Linked DNA regions of Mus musculus: region 1 is linked to region 2. Evidence: chromatin contacts called from public Hi-C data. All regions are on one chromosome and are shown on one strand. The core of a region is the stretch at or near the end of the contact, and the rest is flanking DNA. Distances in the headings are between cores, read along the strand shown.

Region 1 (6,357 bases), core at 2,931-5,430, 210 kb after region 2:
ACAACCATCTGTCATAGGATCTGATGCCCTCTTCTGGTGTGTCTGAAGACAGCTACAATGTACTCATATAAATAAAATAAAGATTAAAAAAAAAAAAAAGGAGGCCTGGTGAGATCTCTTCCTCTCTTCCATCCACGTTGACGTGGTATACTGTTCAGAGCTCTCTGTGGAATTCTAGCAAAGAGTCAGGACTAAACCCCATCTCTTCTCACTTCACATTTCCTTCTGTGCTTGAGGAAACAGTCCGAAGAGTGGCAGCCATTCATCCAGGCTCGCACAATTATTTGGAAACAAGAAAAAACAAAAACAAAGCAAAACAGTTTTCCTACCTTCTGACTTCCAATCTAGGATCTTTTTTTTTTAATTATTCATTTGTTTTATATATATGAGTGCTCTGCCTTCACATACACTGAAAGAAGGAATCAGATCCCATTACAGATGGTTGCTATGTGGGTGCTGGGAATTGAACTCAGGACCTTGGGAAGAACAGTTGTTGCTCTTAACCACTAAGCCATCTCTCCATCCCCAATCTAGGATCTTCTGTACTAAGTTATCTGGAAATTAACATCCTAAGTATGGACCACTGGATGCAGTAAGGAAAAATAATAACAGAGCTAACTACTTCTCCAGCTTCTAAACCCACCACAGTAATTCCTCGTGTGTGTGTGTGTGTGTGTGTGTGTACATAGGGATTGAACCCAGGGCTTCCTGCATTCTACACACATTCTACCTCTGAGCTACACCTCAACCCTACCCTCTCCCTTCCTGAGTCTTCTCTGCTTCTCCCTCCTCAGCCCTGAACCCTGTCTTTAAATGCAATGTCAAAATGCCAGCCACAAAGGGAGACCTCTATTCAGTTTTCAGCCAAAAGAATTACACAGAAAAGAACCTCATCGTAAATCAAGAGCCAAAAGCAATTCTTATAACCAAATTAAGGCCCTGAGCATTCAGCAAGGCCTCTTTAGAAATCAAGTCGTCAGGTTCACTCCCCTGCTGGAGAAAGGCTCCAGAAGTGGGGGGTTGGGTGGGAGAGCAACAATATTAAAATTCCAGAAATGTAATCTGAAATAAATAAGTGATATTTTCTGGCCAAGGTAATACAGGGGTTTTAGTTCCCAATGTGATGGAGCTACTTTACATTTTAATAAATGCACATTGAGAAAATAATATTATTGCTCTGATATTGGGAGATTATTTGTGAACATAAAATATTAGGACTTGTCAGGAAGGCATTTATTTTCTCTTCCCTTCTTTTTCTGCTGCAATATTCTCTCACCTAATAGAAGATGATTGCAAAAATAATTATATCAAACTGTGGCCAACACATACAAAATAAATGGGGGAAAAATGAAGGTTATCTGGCGTTGGATGGGAAACATGAGAAAGGGGAAGCTCGTGGAAGCAGGGAAGGTAATTGTGCATCAATCAGATGATTACAGAGTGGGTGGGAAAATTAAGGTGACTGATTGGCTGCTAGGTGTTCTGATCCCAGATGGAAATCAGAACATGGATCGGAACTCATTAGCCAAATTATCCACTTCCTATATTCGTGTGCTTTAGAAAACAGTCTAACCTTACACTGTGTGTGTGCGTGTGCGCGTGTGTGCACTTGGTTCACAGAAGCCACAGCCAATGTTGATGGTGCTTGAACTTCCAAAATAACACTTACTGGGGTGTGTGCATTATCTGCAATGGCATTCTGTGATTTTTAATGTGCTTCTGAAGAAGCTTGTATCAAAACCAAATAAAAATAAAAGGGAGGACACCTCCCCCACAACTTACACACTCATTCATTTCTTTTTAAAAAAATCTAACCTGTAGGTGCCAGTCTATAATCACAGATATTTAGGAGGCTGACACGGGATTGCCATGAGTTTGAAGCCAGCGTGGACTAGTTTGAGGCTAGCAAGACTCTATCCTCCAGAAACTTATCTTCAGTAACTTACAAGTTCCAGACAGCTTGTTAGCACAGTCAGATAATGGGAAAGCACAGAAAAAAAAAAGTATAAGAGGATCAACACAGAAACGAACTCACTCTGATCATGACGGATCGAGCACTCATTGTATGCCAGGGTGCTGTAGCCTGCAGAGGCTTTGTGAACCCATAGACACACTGCTCTCTCCCTTGGAACCTGTATGATGGTGGAGATCGTCCACCACACAGACCAAACTGTGTAAATCCGGCAGTAACCAGCGCAGTGAAGAAAAAGGCCGTGTGAGATGAGCATTATGCTTAAGTGTGAGCGGAAAAAGAATTAGCATTGAAGACTTGGTCCCAGCAGGTGGCGCCATTGAGAGACTGTGTGGGCACTAACTCTATGGCTGTATTACTCGGTTCACACCAGAACTGGCTACTACTAAACAGTGAGACCCGGTTGAAGGAAGTAGACCCCTGATGCATACCTTGGAGGCTCTCTCTGTCTTGTCCCCAGTAGCACTTTCTCTTTCCTTCTCCTCCCGGCTTCACTCTCATTCCTATTCCTGTGCTCTCTTGCTCTGCTCCCTGGCTGCCAAAAGGTGAGCTGTTGTGCTCCACTGTGCCCCTCCCTGTTTTAAACTTCCCCTTCAAGGCCCACAGCAAGCATCATAGCTGACCGCTCTGAAACCGGGAACCAAAACAAATCTCTCTATCTCTTAAGTTGTTTCCAGTATTTTGTCACAGCAACAGTTGGCTAGCATAACGCGGTGATTGGGAGTGTGCAACAGGCCTGCCAGAACCAGGCTCTGAGGAGCCCCGTGGAACAGTGTGTGGTCTGAAGGCAGGCAAAGAGCAGAGCAGCGCACTGTTGGCAGCCGAAGCCAATGAGCCAAACTCAGACATAAACTTGGCTAGGCCAGATCTAAGACAGCAGATGGGAGAGAGGCAGCCCCGATAATCAGGGCGTACATAGGGGGCTACTGTGCCCTTGGAAGCTAGAAGTAAGGGGCGGGGGGGGGGGGATAAGACCTGGTGCCTGCCATCTCTGTCACAGATGGTCGAGAGACCTCCGTGTAGGTCTTAGAGATGTATATCCAATAGTCAAAACTTCCCAAGCTGGTCCCCAGTGACATGGCTAAAGCTGCAACATCTGGAATAGTGTTCTTGGCTTTCTGAGAAAACAGCTTTGTCCATACCTAAATAGAGACCACTGAGGTCAGTTCCACTGGCCAATGCTCTGAGGGAGGTGGTAAGCTTTCCAAGAGACCCAGAAACAGATGCACCCAGGCAGGACCCATCCTCCCACATGCTACCTGAAGTCCTAGCCCACAAAAGCAAGGGAATGGCCCCTTCAAACTTTCATTATTGGCTCCCCCAACCCCTTTGGTCATAGCACCAGGTCATGTGTTTGCCCAGTGGTCCACAAACCACAGCTCCTCTTCAGACTGAGTGACAACAATGTTGGTCATTATCCCTTCCTTATTGTCATGAGGTGGAGGACAGGCCAGGTTGGCCTGTCATTCTTGAGCCTCATTGCTTTGGAAACTGTTCACCAAAATATTCTTGCAAATGGGACATCAAAATGAACCCCAACCTCCAGGCACCATCCCCAGGCTGTCTTGAAGCAGGCGACAATGTGCATAATGGCTAACAGCACAGGCTCTGTAAGTAGGTCAGACTCATCTTTGCAACTGAACACATGTGTGACATTGGCCAGTTTACTTAACTTTGCCAAATCCGTTCTTTCATTAATAAGCTGAAAATCATCACAATACCTTTCAACAACATTGCTTGTTCTGTGGATCCAATGAAGCTACTATGTTTATAAAAATTTTACCTCATCTTCTGTTACACAGTAAATGGACAGTTGGTGTGACCTGTTCACAACAGAGAAACTGGCACAGGAAGAGTGGGACCCATGTGTGGGTGGCTTTCAGCCCTGGCTGCATGTTACATCACCCTGGGCCTGCCACCTCAAAGCGACTCCTCCAAACAATCAAATCTGCATTTCTGCTCAGGAATTAGGGGTCAGAGTTTTTACAGCTCTTTCAGGTAATTCCAACTTGCAGCCAAGGTTGATGGTCACCAGGACACGACCCACTACCCCAGTTCTTTCCAGATCCATTGGGGATCAAGTTTCTGTAGGTAAACATACTTCAGAGGTTCCCAGAAAAGAGCTTTGTGCCAAGCTGTCCCTGAAGGGCTCCAGCAGGCCAGAGCATGGCAAACATGACACTGTCCCTGCCTTTCCTTCCCCCTTACTAAATACCTTTAGCGACATAGCCACCTAGGTCTATTTCCTTATTTGGTCACTTCCCATCCATTACCAGCCCTAATTAACATGCCCAATTAAAATCAAACATCTCCTTCTCGCTCCAGGGTTTCCCCCTGTTCCCTTATCAACTACCTTTTGCCTATCAGCCATGTCTGCCTTCTTTCTCCAGAGACACTTTTGTCTCTCCCAGGGTAAATACCCCTCCCTCTCTTCCTTGCCCCTTCTCTTCTCCCTCATCCTCTATCTGCCAGTCTTTGTCTCTTATTCCCTGCCCTTTGTCCTTCTGTGACAAATAAATCTCCTTTTACTGAGAACTTGGTCTTGGTGTGTCCTGTTAGATTGTCCTTTTCAGTCACCTCGTTCTACATTCAGACTCATTTGTCCACTACCCCTCCCTCCCCCCCCCCCCACGCAGTGACCCTGCACTTGCCTTTCACAAAGTCGTTTGTCTTGACATCTCAGGTAGGTTGAGGAAGAATGCCTCATGCACGTCTTAAGGCAGGCGTAGCTCTGCTCCGTTGTCCATGCTCAGGACAGTCTAAGGGAAATCATACAGAATGAGTACCACATAAATAATGTCTAGCCAGTTCAGCCACCAGTCCCAGGAGAAGACACCCATCAGTTCTCCTGACCTGAGGGCAAGCTGCCTAGAGCCACACAGGTGTGGCTCTTGATTCCTTATGTTCATCAGAAGCTGCCCCTGGCCCTATTTCTTCTTGACATTTGGGCCTCAGCACATAGGGCACATGCAAGTCAGTGGGCAGTCAGCTAGGGCTCCTCAGCTTAGCACCAGTCTGTGTAGTGTTCAAGTTGGCCATGGTGTTAGCTCTTCCCCCAACTCTCCTATGGTACTAATTGCCCTCCATATCTCTTTCACAACAAATACCTCTCTGGTGTGACTGCCTCTGCCTCCAACTCACAGGGGTGACTCATTTATTTAATAGGATGCCAAGCAACTTCGATGAGCTGCCTGCCTGCCTACAATAGGTGGCTGCAGGGTTCTCGGAGGACATGCCCCCTGCACAGCTTGTCCTCCATGTTAAGTCGCTCATCCCATGCCAGAAGCACCAGGTCTGAGACTCCAAGAAATGCAAGCTGGAGCTGGTAACCAGGAGGCAAGGGGACCCAGCACTTTGCTTCTAACTAGTTTCTCCTTCCCCATTCCTGTACTGGGGAGAGGGGAGGATCTTATTGCAGCAGGGCCAGGTGCCCGGATCAGCTGATCAGCGCAGGGTGCCTTCAGAGCTCAAAAGCAAGAAGCTTTGTGACTAAGGAAGCCATTTGGGGAGGGGCAATCGTAGTTTTACCTACCTGGGAAGATGCTGGTGGAATGCCAGACAGGCACCTCCTAGGGACAGAGGAAGGGCACCAGAGGCTAAATGTAGCGGAAAAGCAAGGTTAGTGAATTTAATGAGGTGATCTTAGGCAGCTTAATTCTCGAGATAGCCTGGGGCTAGAGGAGGAGCCCTGCTCAGGAAGTCTGAGAGTTAGATGTAGTCCACTAATTAGATCTCACAAAGCCTTTGGTTTGTGTGTGTGTGTGTGTGTGTGTGTGTATGTTTTAGTCATGTTTGCACGGGCTGCCAGGTGGGTGGGAGGCTTTTTGGATGGGGGTTTCTCTAATCTCTCCTTTTTGCAATCCTGCCTTCCTCCCTACCTGCCCTGAAAGAGGCTCTCTACCACCCACACTCACTCCAGCTACATTTCTACAATCGGTACACAAACCAAGCTACCACGCCCACACTTCTGGGTTGGTGAAATACAGGGCTGAGAATGATGCCAGAGACATCGTTCACAGGGGCTCCACATGCCCTTGGACTCTGCTGAGACTGAGCAGCCGAGATAGTGCCCAGACAGTCCCCTCTCCCTTACCAAACCACCTCCCCCATTGTGATGACCAGGGCGCCTCGCTGCACCTATGGGCTATAAGCTCTCAATCAGTGACTGAGGTTCACCTTGCTCGACTAAACCCAAAGAGAAGGAAGGGGAGCTCCCAGGAGGCAGGTGGCCCATCAGCAAGTCATGAAGGTCTCAGTTTCTCCACCTGTAAAGTGGCTGGCAGAAGAGGCCATGGCTGGAAGGATGCAGAATGGGAGCTTTGCTTTGACCTTGCTAGGAAGGCTGTGGATGTCATGTCTGGGCTCTGAGGACAGTAGAAGCCACT
Region 2 (7,136 bases), core at 2,134-4,633:
TCCCACTTATCTCCCCAGTACTCCCCCTGTTCTTTATAAACCATGTTAGACAGCTTTGTTTGCTACCTAAATGGCATTATGTTAAACTGCCACCTCCTAGGAATTGCAGCCCCCTTGTGGGCAGCACCCTTGTGTGCAGCCCCTTTGTGCAATGACCTCCAAGATCCCTGTGCAGGGGAGAGAACTCTACATAGAGAAAGCCACCCCAGCTGAGGCCAGGAGACTAACCTTATTTGATGGCTTTCCCAGTCACCACCTCTACCCCTCCATCTCATCAACTGGCCAGCACATCCTAGACTTAAGTGGAGAAACAGTACCCATCCTATGGGGTAGATGCAGAGATAGCTAGGACTCCGCATGTTACTACAGGCAGTATAATGTGTAGCAAGCCGGAATCTGTGATGAAGCATTGGATGCTTAAAACTGCTTCAACTAAATGAGTGTTTACTGCTGTATTTAGTGCTGTACTAAATGTTTCACATTGCTTACTTCATTTAATGCCCATGGTAATCCTTTGAGAGGAGTAACAGTATCTGCATTTACTGAGGAGAAACTAGGACAGAAAACATAAGGAATATTACTCCCTGGGGGTCACAAAGCAGCTAAGATTGAACCCTACTTGGTGTAATTCCTCAGACCCATTGCTCTGTTCACTGTACAAACCATTGGAATTGTAGGCACTGAAGAGAATATGACCAAAACAGGACCAGTTCAGCCTTTGAGGCAGTTCGTGCAAATAGAAGAGAATCAAGGCACTATCCCTTGCAGGACGCCTTCCTACACCTGCAACAGCTTCAATTTCTTCAGGTGGAAGGAAAAGCAAGAATACACATCAAAAAAGGGTCTTCAGCTCCAACACAGCTACTCCAGTAGTGAGCATTGCAGCCATACGCTGACGTATTAGCTATCCTTTAGAATGAGTTTCAAAGCCGTTTCAAATGAAACTCCTCTAAAGTACATTGCTATTTTCATCACCTCCAAGAGGTGATTCTCGAAACCAAGCCAACTTGCTCAAAGCAAGAATTCAATAAAATGTCTTCGTCTTGGAAAGGATTCAGTGAATCTTTAATATCTGGAAACTTGGACGGCCGGATGGTACTTTGCTCTTCTGCATTATTGATCTAAATATGAAACAGGAAAGTAGGGAAACACAGACTAGGTTAAAGGTAGCCAGGGTAGGGAGTACCCCATAAACAGAGCAAGGAACCCCCTATAGGCCAGGGCTTACCATAGTAATACCTACAGAGTGAGATGGGGTGAACCCCACTATTAGCTCAAATTTCAGCTTAACAGCTCTCGTACTGAAGCCAAACATTGTCCTTTGCAGAAGGATCATAAGTGAAATGTCCTCATGACTCATGTGGCTTGCAGGGGAGCATGGTAGACACTGTGATAGACACCCGTCCATTGCCAGCCTCAGTATTCGGTTCCCGTCTCTCAGCTTGTTCCTAGGAAGGGTAGGAACGGTGGGATGGGTGGAAACCCTGTAGGCTTGTACCTTGCGGCAGAGCAGACACATGGCTTTGAAAGGGAGCCAGCCTTTGCGCTTCACACCGTCTCCCGACACATCCAACAGATATTTCCCAGAACATTCAGTCCTGGAAGTTCAAAGTAGAAACAGCGTTTGAAAAAAAATTGGAGGAGATTCAGAGGAGAGAAAGAATGATGATCCAAAGGCCAGAGAGACAAAGGGACCCATTTAGTAAACAGCAGTAGAGACTCTAGCTAATGGGTGGTTAGAGGATAATGGGGAGAAAGGAGGCTGAAGGAAGTCAGCATAATGAGGAAGTAGACTGTGTCTCCGGTCTATGGTACACTCAGGCTTATTTACTCATTCTGCAGCTACTGAGCATCTACACGGTGCCAGGCAGTTAGGTGGCAAGGAAGCAAAGGTGACTGAAACAAGACAGAGAGTGTGCATTCACGTCTAGTGAGAGCAACCAACCTTAATAGTCACACAGAAATAAAGACCGACTTGCCACAGTGACAAAATGTTGCATGATGTACTCAGAGCTGTGGGCAAATCCCACAGGTGAAAGTCTCTTCAAGGGAAGTGCCTCAGAGATGACTACGAGGTACCAGGTACCGTAGTTCATCAGGCCCGAGGACGGGAGCAGTGCTCCCCAGACCTTCCAGGATCTGCACCAGGGGAAGCAGCTAGAACATACTAAACTCAAGTGGGGAGAAAAGAAAGGAAGTTTCTTAATGAAACAAAATGTCCTCAGTGGGGCTGCAGGATGCAGGAGACAGAAGGAAATGATGACTAAGTCTATCAACCCAGTATCCCTAGGCAAGTCAGAAAGGGTTCTTCACGCCCTGCAGGGAGCCTCACTCTGTGCATTGACAGGGGGAATTCAAGACAGTCAATAATCTTGGGAAGAAAAAAAATCACACAGCAGTATCCTAATGTTCCCCCTTAATAATAAAACCTACAACTTTTCCGATAGTAACAACAAGTGACTTGTGACTTTGCCGCCTATTAACATCACAGGTATTTTCACATTGCCTCTCTGTTTTTGTAGAAATCTCATAGTCTTGGTTATCTCCTTACCACTCGAAGTTACACAGGTTGTTAGAGCTGTGGGGAATATTGCTTGCGTGTTAGATTAATAATGAAGCAGGTGTTCTACTGCACCTCAGCCCTAAATATTTTTACAGTTGTATTTCAGTATCCTTGCTTTCATTTATAATTAATTGTATTTTGTTTTACATCTTAAAGCGTTACTGACAAAATGGCCCCCAGAGTGCCCACGCATGTGTCTAGAGGACAGAGGACAGACTCAGGTGTGGTTCTGCGGGGCTGCTTCTCTTTCTTCCGTTTCAGACAGGGTCTCTCATTGAGTATGGGACCCACCAAGTCTGGCTGACTAATGAGCCCCAAGGATCTACCTCGCTCTGCTTTTCCCGCTACAGGGTTACAAGCACTTTCCAACATCACACTGAACTTTAGATAAACAAACAAGCAAAAGACATGGATTTAACTCATGTCTTCCTGCTTGCATGCCTAGCACTTTACTGAGTGTGTCATCTCCCCAGCCCTCTAAGCCTAATTCCATGGGACATCTTTCTTAAATCCAGAAACCCTACTCTGTTGCTCTAGCTGGCACCCTATTGTTTGCGGACACTCTGCTGGGATTCAGAAGTCTGGTAGTTATACCTGGAACCTATGTTCAAAGCTATGTGTGACATAGGTCGGTTGTTGATACCCTTTGATCTCTGGTGCCTGACCTACAAAGCTGATAGCTTAATGCCTGGTTACCTTACGGAGCTGTGGCAGAAATGAATGAGACCAGCCAGTCACGGAAAGCACTAGGAGAGGCAGGTACTACTCCCTGGACCTGTTCTGAATTCATCCCAGGCCTAGGACTCTTCAGCTCATTTGCAAATCCAGACACCAGCTTGTAGGATGAGAAGGCTTTTTGTCTCCCTCCTGCTGGGTTGCTTAGAGATGGCTCTGACAGCTAGGTGCCAAGAGGAAACCTGGGCTTCCGTTTCCAGCCATGTCCCCATGGGCAACCCAGGCTGAGCCAGAGTTCACAAGGATCGGCATGAAAAGGGAAAACAATTTGTTCAGGAGCCCTAGAGTCAGATGCTCAGCATGCTAAGCTAGTGGGGGTTTTCAGCTTTAATCAGCATCAAGTTAATCTTATTTTGAGGGATGCTAAAGAGTCCAAAAAAAATCTACAGGTAGCTCCAGATAGTGATCCCTGGTCTTGGTTCCTCACTCCTTCTTCCTCGGGTCCCCCATCCCCCTCCTTCTAGTCCTCCTGGAGCCAGCCTGGCAGCAGGTACCTGGATTCTTCCAGATACAACCACCAGCATTTGCCCCATGCTTCATCTGGGCCAAGTCAGCAACCGAACTGCTTCTCTCTCTTTTCAGTCTTGTTATCGGTTGGGGTTCTCTTTTCTTTCTTTTCTGTTTTCCCCTCCATCTCCTGTTCAAATTCCTCTGAGTTTTATTCACCCCACAAATTAATTCATTGCAGCTAGTGGGATGACAGGTAGAACCTGGAGAGTGATTGCCCCACCCCTCCACCCCGTGTCCAGGACATCAGCCTGGTGACAGCAGTGACAAAGCCTTCTGTCTGTGGCAGGGACCCAACACTGCAACTGACTCCAGGTTCTGCTGTCTGAGCTGCTCAAAACCCCTTTGACACCTGGGCTCATTTGGGGTCTCTTCTGAACCCATTCAAAGTGCCTCTGGGTCTTCTCTAGACACAGCCATCAAGCCAGCCTGCATCCTAAATAGGATTTCCTTCTGCTTGAGGTTGAGAAAGTGGAAGTACCAAGCTGGAGGCCTCTGTGCCTAGTATGCAGAGCAATGCCCTGAAGCCAAAGAAGCCATGGTAGCTGGCCCAGTGTTCCCCAGGCCTCAACGTAGATCAGTGGTTTTCAACCTTCCTAATACTAGGACCCTTTAATACAGTTCCTCACACTGTGATGACCCACAACCATAAAATTATTCTTGTTGCTACTTTATAGCTGTAATTTTGCTACTGTCATGCAGCAAAATGTAGCCAAAAAAAAAAAAAAAAAAAAGTCATCTGTTTTCTGATCATCTTTTGGGGGTTGGGACTCACAGGTTCTCAACTGCTGGCCTTAGATTGAACATGGTGCTTTTTATAACAAAAGATTCAAATGAACACATTTGGCAAAATACCTTCTAGACAGTAAAATCTCAGGAACTGTTGGCTAAATGGTTGGAGGGAAGCATGCTGGGGGCTGGTATGGGGTCTTGGTTTCTCATCCCCAGAGTCATCTCTTGTAAGCACAGTCACAACTGCTTTGGCACCGCTTCCGTGAATAGGTCAGGTCACTGGAGAATCCTGAGTCTGAGCAGACTCTGACTGCTTTGATCTCTAAGATATGAGACTTTCCTGTCTCCACCTTTCAGTCACTACCCCTGGAAACACTTTCCAGAAGCCCTGGGTCTTCTTGATGGGTATGGTGAGAATGTGATGTAAGCTAGGCTCAGGCTCACCAGCCCAGTACACTCAGAGCAGGCATATGAGTAAAACTAGGTTGACCTGTTACCTGAGACCAGCTAAGTAACTCTGAGAGACCAGCTGGTGTGCAGCAGGAGGCCCAGTGAACCCAGCCTTGTCCACATTGCTAACCAACTGCTTGGGAGCTATGGGAACACAGTGGTTATTAGAAGTCACTAAGTATTGGGGTCATCTGTTGAGTAACTGCAGAAGACCTCAGTATGGTGTGGGTCCCAACAGCTGCCCAACATCAGACCATCTTAGGATGACAGATATTCCCCCATTAACAGCAATTAGCCAAAGCATGCAAGAGTGGTGCCTCCTGGGATTCATAGTCTGTGAGTGTACTACAGGTGTCACTGTCTAGCTTGCAGGCCTCCAGGTTTATTCAAAAGCAAAGTGAAAACACAGACTAGACTTTCTACAAGGGAGCAGCAGGAGCTGACTAACTTACTGAGGAGCCTCTAGTCCTAGTTAGGGGCTTCTGGTGAATCGGTGGCTAGGAGCAGAATATGAGTGGTTTCTATTTAAGCAGATAAGCCCGAGTTGTAAGCCTTTATTCATCTGATTTCAATCATGTGCATGCCTGGCCATATATAGACATAATATGGGAAAGTTTTCCCCTAAAAATTTGCTCAGATAATAGAGGCTGCCTTACTGCACAGATTCCCAGCACCAGTCTAGGATGGATATTTCCACTGCTTGACCCATAAAGGGAAGTTACAAGGGTATTGTTAGGGGGTTACTAGAGTTTTTAGGGAAAAGTGACCTGTTGCTTTGTTTGGAAATTCATGTGTCTAGCTCATTGAAGATGGCAGCACAACCCTGCTGAGCTATCCCCACAAACCACCTGCCTCACTTGGATTGAAACTGGTACCACGACACACACACACACACACACACACACACACACACACACACAGACACACACACACAATCCCAGAGCAGTAGCCAAGGCCCCTCACCATGCTTTTCATTTGACAGTGATTGTGTTTGAAGATATAATACATGCTATGTGCTTTATACAATAGCAATGCAAACATTCACACGGCCCTAAGCACATGTCAGCGTTCTAAGATTCATAGCATTATCATTAAATTCAACAAGCAATCCCACAGACAGCTCTTAGAATCAACCCCACAGAAGAATCAAATGCAGAAGGGGAGGAAATAAGAGAGGGAATACATGGGGGAACAACTAAAACTAAGGGCCATTTGAGGGGTTCTATGGAAACCTAATATAGTAAAATCTCCCTAAAATATATTCATATATAAAAGTGATCTAAATAGCATCACCAAATAATGGGGGAGTCAGAGCCCCATCTAGACATCTCTTCTTATTAAATGAAGATTCCAGTTCTGAGAATGGATTATATCGAATCAAGTTTTTGGCCAAAGAGGAACCATAGAGGACCCTCCCCACCCCTGCAAACAACCCACGTTATTGTGAAGGCTATTGGTTGTCCTCTGCAAACTAACGGTAAGGCCCTACTGTAGGAAACAACACCCATGCAACTCAATGAACATGGAGAAGTCAAGCTGGTGTCTACATAGAGCCTTCAGCCTACTGACTAGTGTTCATGGTACTGGAACATACTGTGCCCACCACCAAAGGAGAAAGGGTAAACACCAACTAAGCTAAAAATCCTTTGATCTACAATGGTGGCCTGCCTACAAGATGTGTTTGTGCAATGGTGGCACAAAACTTGTGGGAGCAGCCAACCAATATCTGATTGGATTAAGGACCACTCCATGAAATACAACCCACCATCAATATTGCTTGGATGCCCAAGAGCCTGAAACTAGATAGGCTAGAGACTTAAGAAAACAAGCAAATAACAACAACAAAAACAAGAATACAAACAAACAAAATAACAAATACATTTCTTCTGCTAAAGGAACATAGCAATAAAATGACTCCTACTGGCATTGGACTATACTCATAAATCAGTAGTTTGCTTGGTCATCATCAGAAATGCTTCCTCCTTCAGTAAATAATGGACCCACAGCTGAACAATGTGCAGAGAGTGAGAGTCCTTGGGACACTCAGTCCAAAATGAGACATCTTCATCAATTCCCTCCTCCCAGGGCTCAGGAAACCTTGTATAGAATTTAGTATTTGTGTGAATCATTTTCTTATTGTTGCTATAAC

What was found. Hi-C and Micro-C count contacts between places; a contact is called where the count stands out from the background.
Region 1: a contact with region 2 is called in a Hi-C map of stem cell-derived primordial germ cell-like cells, with 2.0 times the contacts expected there. The contact joins two enhancer-like sites. A contact is called at or near these places in 1 of 39 promoter capture datasets (hippocampal neurons) and 19 of 484 Hi-C or Micro-C datasets (the N1E-115 cell line, cardiomyocytes, cerebellar granule neurons and 10 more).

Annotation. Positions count from the first base shown.
Region 1 is chr9:34,855,496-34,861,852 of GRCm38.p6, forward strand. The region is part of intron 1 of Kirrel3 (kirre like nephrin family adhesion molecule 3); the gene reads left to right. Gm45955 (a long non-coding RNA gene) reads right to left here. Exons shown (of 4, transcript XR_003948314.1): 3 at 5,505-6,357; 4 at 4,606-4,731. Among named protein-coding and RNA genes, the nearest start is that of Gm33561, 3.5 kb to the left of the region's middle. Within about 2 kb of position 4,181, at least 6 of the 459 cell types and tissues checked have an H3K27ac peak or open chromatin away from gene starts, as enhancers often do. A contact at or near this core is called in stem cell-derived primordial germ cell-like cells, where this site is marked.
Region 2 is chr9:34,649,013-34,656,148 of GRCm38.p6, forward strand. All of the region lies in intron 1 of Kirrel3 (kirre like nephrin family adhesion molecule 3), which reads left to right. Among named protein-coding and RNA genes, the nearest start is that of Kirrel3, 160 kb to the left of the region's middle. Within about 2 kb of position 3,384, at least 2 of the 459 cell types and tissues checked have an H3K27ac peak or open chromatin away from gene starts, as enhancers often do. A contact at or near this core is called in stem cell-derived primordial germ cell-like cells, where this site is marked.